2 separate regions of the Mus musculus genome follow, and region 2 is linked to region 1. Evidence: chromatin contacts called from public targeted proximity ligation data. All regions are on one chromosome and are shown on one strand. The core of a region is the stretch at or near the end of the contact, and the rest is flanking DNA. Distances in the headings are between cores, read along the strand shown.

Region 1 (3,844 bases), core at 246-2,745:
TTTTTCCTACCACCTAATTTCCTAATTAGCCATTGCTAAGAAAGCTAGATTTCCTCCCTTTAAAACCTGAAAAAGAAAGGAAGATGGAAGGAAGGAAAGAAGGAAGAAGGAAGGAAAAAGGAAAGCAGAGATACCTGTAGCTTTCCATCTTTCCAGAACTGAAACCTTCTTCCAATCCTCTGCAGAGGGGTCCCTGTCTACTAACAGATAATTTACTCTGATCTTTAAAACAAAACAAAACAAAACAAAACTGTCTACCCCTCCTCTTCCTTTCCAGAAGACAAACCCGCCTTTCAGAACAGCTCTAAATAGGGGCAGCAGGCCAGAGGAAGAAATCATATTGCTCCCCCACCACCACTCACCAAATTCAGGTCACAGCCCCACCCACCCTCCTTCTCAAGTCAACGCACCAGTGCTCTCTCTGAACACTACCTCCTACCTACCAGTTTGCCTCTAGCTCCATTATTTGTAACAAAGCAGTTCTCTTCTGCAGCGAAAAGGAAAGATAAAGAGTACACACCAAGCTGACACTTGTTTTTTTTTGCAGAGCCAAGCTCGGATCCTCCACTGGAGGATCCTCCACAGTTGCACGGGGAAAGGGGTTGCATTTTTTTATTCTGCACTGAAAGAACTAAGACTGGGAGCAGCTATGCGCATGAGATGGACTTCTTCTCACTCTTGAGGTGTGATGGCGCTCATCTTTAACCTTGGTAGACAGAAGCAGGAAGATCTCTTTGAGTTCGAAGCCACATGAAAGAGAGAAGGAATGAAGGAGGGAGGGAGGAAGGCAGAAAAAAAAAAGAAAAGAAAAAGTAATAACCCAAGAAAAAGCAAAAACTAAAGAACTAACATGTCTAAGAAGAATTACCCGTTTTTGTAACAGACCTGCAGCCCAAGGCAAGAGGAAGAGCGGCGACTGCTTGGACCCCAAACTGGCCAGTCTGTTTGCAATCACCCTAAAGTAGTCATTCTCTGCCCCAGCGTCGGCTTCTCGGTCGGCGCTCTAACAGGGAGTCACAAACGTCTCTACACTGGCCTGTGGCCTTACGAAGTTTAAGTCTTTGGCGCCCAAGACACCGTTCGTCTCTACTTTTCATGCCTGCAACCAACCCTGATTTCTAAGCCCTCACTCATTGCACCAGTCCGGGAAAGAGTGGTCAGAAAGTGACTTCTAGATGCCACGTGTGTATCCGCGTCCCACCGAAGGACCGGAAGGAGAGTGCTAAGAGGACTCCTGCTCCATCCTAGCCGGGTTCCCGAACCAAGCGCCCTCTCCCTGCTCCAGCACCACTGCCTCCTTGGTGCAGCCCGTCCCGCCCGTTAGATCCGGTTCGGTGCTGTCCAACTCTGCCGGGCAACCCCACCGCTGGCCCAGCCTAGGTTACCTGGAGCCTGTGCCTGCAGGGCGCACGAAACAGTGCTGGATCGGCTCGCCAAGCGGATACTGGCGCGCTCAGCCTTCTGCGCTCCAGACCTCCGAGCCAGCGCCACGCCCTAGGACCCACCCTCGAGACCACGCCCCCAGGCCCACCCTTAAGACCACGCCCCCGGTTCCACTTCGCCCACCTGCGGCCACCGCTCGAGGTGAGGGCGCCCTCTGGGAGTTGCAGTTGTCCGGGAAGAAAACTAGAATCCAAACTTCCTCTTGCTTCCTAAGAATTCTTGGTTCTCTGGGCCAAGGACAAGCTACCTGGATGGGATCTTTTAAGAACTTTTATGTCTTCTTCCTCTGAAGCAGGAAATGTGCCAACTGTTGTCCTGTCTGATCTTAAAAATAAGTAAAAAGTTAAAATGCCCAACGTGTTTATACTGCATCAACTTTAGAGTCGCCCATGCCTTATCATTTTCTAGATAAACCTTGTATCTCATTTTGTGTTACCAGAATGTCAGAATTTATTGAATAACCAATATATTCACAAGCAATGTCAGTTTTTTGGTTGCAGCTTGCCAAGTAATCCTGATTTTACTTGAAAGCTGGTTCCTCTTTCGCACTTTAATTCGTAGTACTAACTCACTTTACACGTTATGCTTTACATAGTAAACAATACACAAATATACAGATTAGAGAAACTACAAGTTTGCAAGCATGTGGGTCTCAGGTGAGCATGCTTAGTGCCCCTCAAGGATAGAAGACATTATCCGTGGGAGTGTAGAAAGCAAGGCTGAGCTGTCTTGGAAGCACCAATCTGTGAAATTCACCCTCTTGGGCTGTAGATCTGAAGAGGTTGCCCCAAGGACTGCCCGCAACAGAACAGAACAGGAGATAGTGGTGTCTACTGAGTGGAACAATAACACCCCAGTTCATGCCAACTCCAGCCCCATGTGTCCTTTCTGCTAAGCTTGGCCCCTTCCTCTCTTCTATTCTAGGGGTTGACTCTTGGAAGATTGCTTTGTTTGCCTTGTCCCTGTTCCCTGCCCCTCCCCCTTTCCCTGGAGTCTTCCAGGGGAAAGCAACATCAGCTCTGGCCACCTGCAGAAACAATGAACTGGGAGTTAATGATTCCTTCCTTCAACCTCGACCCTTTCCTTAAGAGATTTCCCCTCCAGTGACAGTTTTCGCTCTCTTGCTCTAATTTTATGCAGAAAAGTAATGTTATAATGCATTCTAAGTTTAATTCCATTATTATTTTATGTGCATGGATGTGTTGTGTGTCTGTATGTTCATCACATGCATACAGTGCCCTCTGAGGCCATTGGTCCTCTCAAACTGGAGTTACAGATGGCTGTGAGTCTCCCTGCGGGTGGTAGAAATTGAACTGGGATCATCTAGAAGACCAGCCACACTTCCAGCTCCTTTTATAGTGGATTATGTGTTAGGTCTAGAACAGAGAAAGGACATGAGCCCTTTCCCACATGAGGTTTATGATTTATTTTGTCATGCACACGGAATGTCAGGATGTGACATCTGAACGTCAGCCTGTCATTTGTTTTCATGAGAAAGAGCTGTCTCCCCCATCCTTTCTGGACTAATCTGCCCTGCAGAGGTTTATCCTATGTAGTTTAAGTGTGTTTTGAGCTGTCAATATCTATAAGAATCACACACACACACACACACACACACACACACACCTCTTCCTTTTCCGTTGTGTTGTTTTCTGTTTGTTTGGTTTCAGTTGGGTACTGTAATGGAAACCAGGGACTTAGGCATGTTAAGCAAATGCTTTGATTATTTGAGCTACACCACTGAGTCAGCCTCTGACCTTCTAACTTTAATGTGCATTGTCAGCTTTTAGAATAAGTCTAAGGCTGGAGAGTACTTGTTCCTCTTGCAGAGGATTTGGGGTTGGTTTCTAGCACCCACATGGCAGCTCATAATCACCTGAAACTCCAGTTTCAGAGGATCTAGTACCCTCTTCTAGCTTCCACGTATACCAGACACACACAGTGCATACAGCTCACAGAAGCTGGGACCCTGGAGCACACGGCACAGCCTGTAGGCAGCTCAACAGGATGGAGAGTGTCCTTCTATGTACCTAGGTTGGTTTAAACCTCCTCCAGGCAGCTGGTCCGAGACTCAAGGGTCTTGGCAGCTCGGCTTCCTTTGAGAAGAGCATTCAGCTTCTATTGCTGAGTATGGCAAGGAGAGACACCTAGTGAATTTGCTCAGTCTGAGGGACTTCCTGCAGAAATTTTGAGTTGTTTACTTTCCAGTTTAAGGAGCTTCCCTGCAGGATGGAATGCTTCAATCTCAGAGGAAAGTAACTATTGCACAACACCTTGGTGAGCAGTGGGTCAGTGCTCTTAACCGATGAACCATTTCCTGGCCCCCCGTAAAACCTTTTATAAATATCATCAGAGAACTGTAGTATATATAATACACTCGTCAGTGAGCTATGTCAGAGAC
Region 2 (4,068 bases), core at 434-2,933, 310 kb before region 1:
TGAGACTGTACTGAGACTGTACACTGAGACTGTACACTGAGACTGTACACTGAGACTGTGTACTGAGACTGTGTACTGAGACTGTACACTGAGACTGTACACTGAGACTGTGTACTGAGACTGTGTACTGAGACTGTACTGAGACTGTGCACTGAGACTGTGCACTGAGACTGTGTACTGAGACTGTACTGAGACTGTGCACTGAGACTGTACACCAGACTGTGTACTGAGACTGTACACTGAGACTGTGTACTGAGACTGTGTACTGAGACTGTGTACTGAGACTGTACACTGAGACTGTACACCGAGACTGTACACTGAGACTGTACTGAGACTGTACACTGAGACTGTACACTGAGACTGTGCACTGAGACTGTGCACTGAGACTGTGCACTGAGACTGTACACTGAGACTGTGTACTGAGACTGTGCACTGAGACTGTGCACTGAGTCTGTGCACTGAGACTGTACTGAGACTGTGTACTGAGACTGTACACTGAGACTGTGTACTGAGACTGTACACTGAGACTGTACACTGAGACTGTACACTGAGACTGTACACCGAGACTGTACACCGAGACTGTACACCGAGACTGTACATCGAGACTGTACTGAGACTGTACACTGAGACTGTATACTGAGACTGTGCACTGAGACTGTACACTGAGACTGTGTACTGAGACTGTGTACTGAGACTGTGCACTGAGACTGTACTGAGACTGTACACTGAGACTGTACACTGAGACTGTGTACTGAGACTGTGTACTGAGACTGTGCACTGAGACTGTACACTGAGACTGTGTACTGAGGCTATACACTGAGACTGTACACTGAGACTGTACACTGAGACTGTACTGAGACTGTACTGAGACTGTATTGAGACTGTACTGAGACTGTACACTGAGACTGTACTGAGACTGTACACTGAGACTGTACACTGAGACTGTGTACTGAGACTGTGTACTGAGACTGTGCACTGAGGCTGTACACTGAGACTGTGTACTGAGGCTGTACACCGAGACTGTACACTGAGTCTGTGCACTGAGACTGTACTGAGACTGTACACTGAGACTGTGTACTGAGACTGTACTGAGACTGTGTACTGTGACTGTGTACTGAGACTGTGTACTGAGACTGTACACCGAGACTGTACACCAAGACTGTACACCGAGACTGTACACCGAGACTGTACATCGAGACTGTACTGAGACTGTACACTGAGACTGTACACTGAGACTGTGCACTGAGACTGTACACTGAGACTGTGTACTGAGACTGTGTACTGAGACTGTGTACTGAGACTGTGCACTGAGACTGTGCACTGAGACTGTACACTGAGACTGTACACTGAGACTGTGTACTGAGACTGTGTACTGAGACTGTACACTGAGACTGTGCACTGAGACTGTACACTGAGACTGTGTACTGAGGCTATACACTGAGACTGTACACTGAGACTGTACTGAGACTGTATTGAGACTGTACTGAGACTGTACACTGAGACTGTACTGAGACTGTACACTGAGACTGTACACTGAGACTGTACACTGAGACTGTGTACTGAGACTGTGTACTGAGACTGTGCACTGAGGCTGTACACTGAGACTGTGTACTGAGGCTGTACACCGAGACTGTACACTGAGACTGTGTACTGAGACTGTACTGAGACTGTACACTGAGACTGTGTACTGAGACTGTACACTGAGACTGTACTGAGACTGTGTACTGTGACTGTACCGGAGATTGTATACTGAGACTGTTCCTTCTGTCTTTACTTCCCAAGTGCTGGGATTACATTCTCTGTATCTCCTGATTATTTTCAGATTTCCCCAGCTTTGTCTTTTTCTTCCCTCTTATCAATTATGCTTCTGGTTTCTTGCTTCTCCTGTACAGGGCAGGGCAGGGCAGGGAGGGGCAGGGGGTATAAGTGGTTTGTCACGGAGATTTTGTTGTTATGCATTTGCTAGCCAGACACTCCTCGTGCTGGGCTGCTGTCTATCTTTTGTTATTCGGATCTTCCTTTAGAGTTGTTAGGAGTTGCAGCTTAGATGGCTACTGGAAAGCTAGTATGCATTTTTAATTTGTTTAGAACTTTGTTGATGGCTACATAGCTCCCATCCACTTGTAAGGTCTTACCTCTGAGTCTCAATATCTGTCGGCTTCAGTTTTATCCCTGAAATGTTCTGAAAACTAGAAAGCCAATGCAAATAATACAACATGAAGTAGTTTCTTTTATGGCTACCAAGGCCTTAAATTGAAGTCATATACTAACTATTACATATAAGAAATTAAATATATGATTCACTATGAGTAGCACATTTAGAGTCTATTAATAAAAATCAATATTTTTACAGTGAATATGTACATACATATATACCTGTGTATGTGTGTCTGCCCTTCATTTGTCTTTTCTGCCTCTCTTTTTCTTCCCACTTCCTCAAACATTTTAGAAGAAACTAGGAGGCCAAGAAAATGCAATCACATGACTTCCAGAACCTTCTCACAGATTGTCTGGGCAATTCAAAATTAGGTTGAAGCACACATTAAGACATGCTGGGTCTGACCTTACTGTGGGCTGCAGCTTTTCTTTTGGCTCTCTCCAGAGTCCTAGTGTCTGCCATGGTGTCATTGATAGAATGATCCTTGAAGAAGCAGAAGGAAGGCAGAACCCCCTTCAAGGCAGTGGTACATGGCTGCCTGATCCCTCTGAATGTTTTCCTGGGATTTAGGAGCTTCACAATGTTTTTGGCAGACTGTCATTGGTATGGCTTTATTCAGAAAATAACAGGCACACTCTTCAGACATGTGTGTGCTGATGTGTGACTCTAGGCAGAGTAACTATGCAGATTCATTCTGGAGGTTAACCAATGCTCTTCTGAGTGTGTGGACACACAGTTTACTGCAGTGCAGTTAAGCCCTGACTCATACTTATGTCAAAGAGTATCCTTTCCACTCTGAACTTACGTTGAAGCACCAGGACACCAGAACCTTCTCCCACCGTCTTCATGGTAGGTAGAGAGCACTGGCAGGTGTTGTCTTCTTCTAACAGGTATAAATCACAAGACTGAGCATTTGAGAAACAATATTAATAGTGGTTAACTCATATAGATACTGAGTGTATTCTGGACACATTGCTTTGAACTTTATCTTGGGCTGAGGATATAGCTCAGTGGTAAGGGGCTTGTCTAGCACATCCGTAGCTGGTGATTCACTTCCCAGCATGTAAAAAACAGAAGGGGGACTGGAGCAATGGCTCAGCAGTTAAGTGCACTGGTTACTCTTCCGGAAGACCTGGGTTTGATTCCCACCATCCGTGTGGCAACTCACAACTATCTGCAACTCCAATATACCCTCTTCTGGCCTCTACAAGCACTGTGAATGCGTGGTACGCAGACATACTTGCATGCAAAATACCCATCCACATAAAAAGATAGCAAGCAAAACCAATACAAACACAAACAGTTTTTAGCCAACGGTGGTGACTCACATCCATAATCTTATAACTAAAGAGGATGATTCTGATGAGAAGCTCAGGGACAACCTGAGCCCCACAGCAAGTTCCAGGTCGGCCATGCTAACGTAGCAAAACCTTGCTTTCCAAAGACCCAAAGCTTAATGTGAGCTTAAGAACCTGGTTCTTGTGGCTACTCTATGGAATATAGAAACCAAATGTGGGGCCTCGTACATACTAGGTGCTGTGTTCCCAGCCAACCCTTAGTTTTTGCATCTGTGTTTTATAGAGCAAAGGTCCCAGACATAGGAAGGATGGGTAGGCAGCTCACAGTTGGTCATACAGCTACAGAGTCGTTGGAAAATAATCTTTCTTGCCACAGTGAAGAGCTCCTCATTACACTTCCCTCCAGATGCTTCCAGGGTGAGATGGTCCAAGGGCCTTCACCCAGTTCCTATTTCTGTTATTTGCTGTATGAGTATGTGCATTCATTTTTCTTTGAACTACAATAGCTCATCTACACCGGGGCTGGGAAATGCTCAGTTGATCAACTGCCTGTCATTGAAGCATGAGAACCTGAGTTCAGACCCCTCCTCCCCTCCCAGCATCCCACACAAA

Evidence for each region.
Region 2: a targeted proximity ligation map of embryonic stem cells shows a contact between it and region 1, with 3 times the contacts expected there. A contact is called at or near these places in 9 of 484 Hi-C or Micro-C datasets (the Ba/F3 cell line, the HPC-7 cell line, the N1E-115 cell line and 4 more), 3 of 130 datasets of targeted methods (bone marrow-derived macrophages and embryonic stem cells) and 1 of 9 other capture datasets (embryonic stem cells).

The regions. Positions count from the first base shown.
Region 1 is chr19:17,355,172-17,359,015 of GRCm38.p6, forward strand. It overlaps Gcnt1 (glucosaminyl (N-acetyl) transferase 1, core 2), which reads right to left and starts at 1,496. Exons shown (of 3, transcript NM_173442.5): 1 at 1,386-1,496.
Region 2 is chr19:17,045,173-17,049,240 of GRCm38.p6, forward strand. All of the region lies in intron 6 of Prune2 (prune homolog 2), which reads left to right. Among named protein-coding and RNA genes, the nearest start is that of Prune2, 91 kb to the left of the region's middle.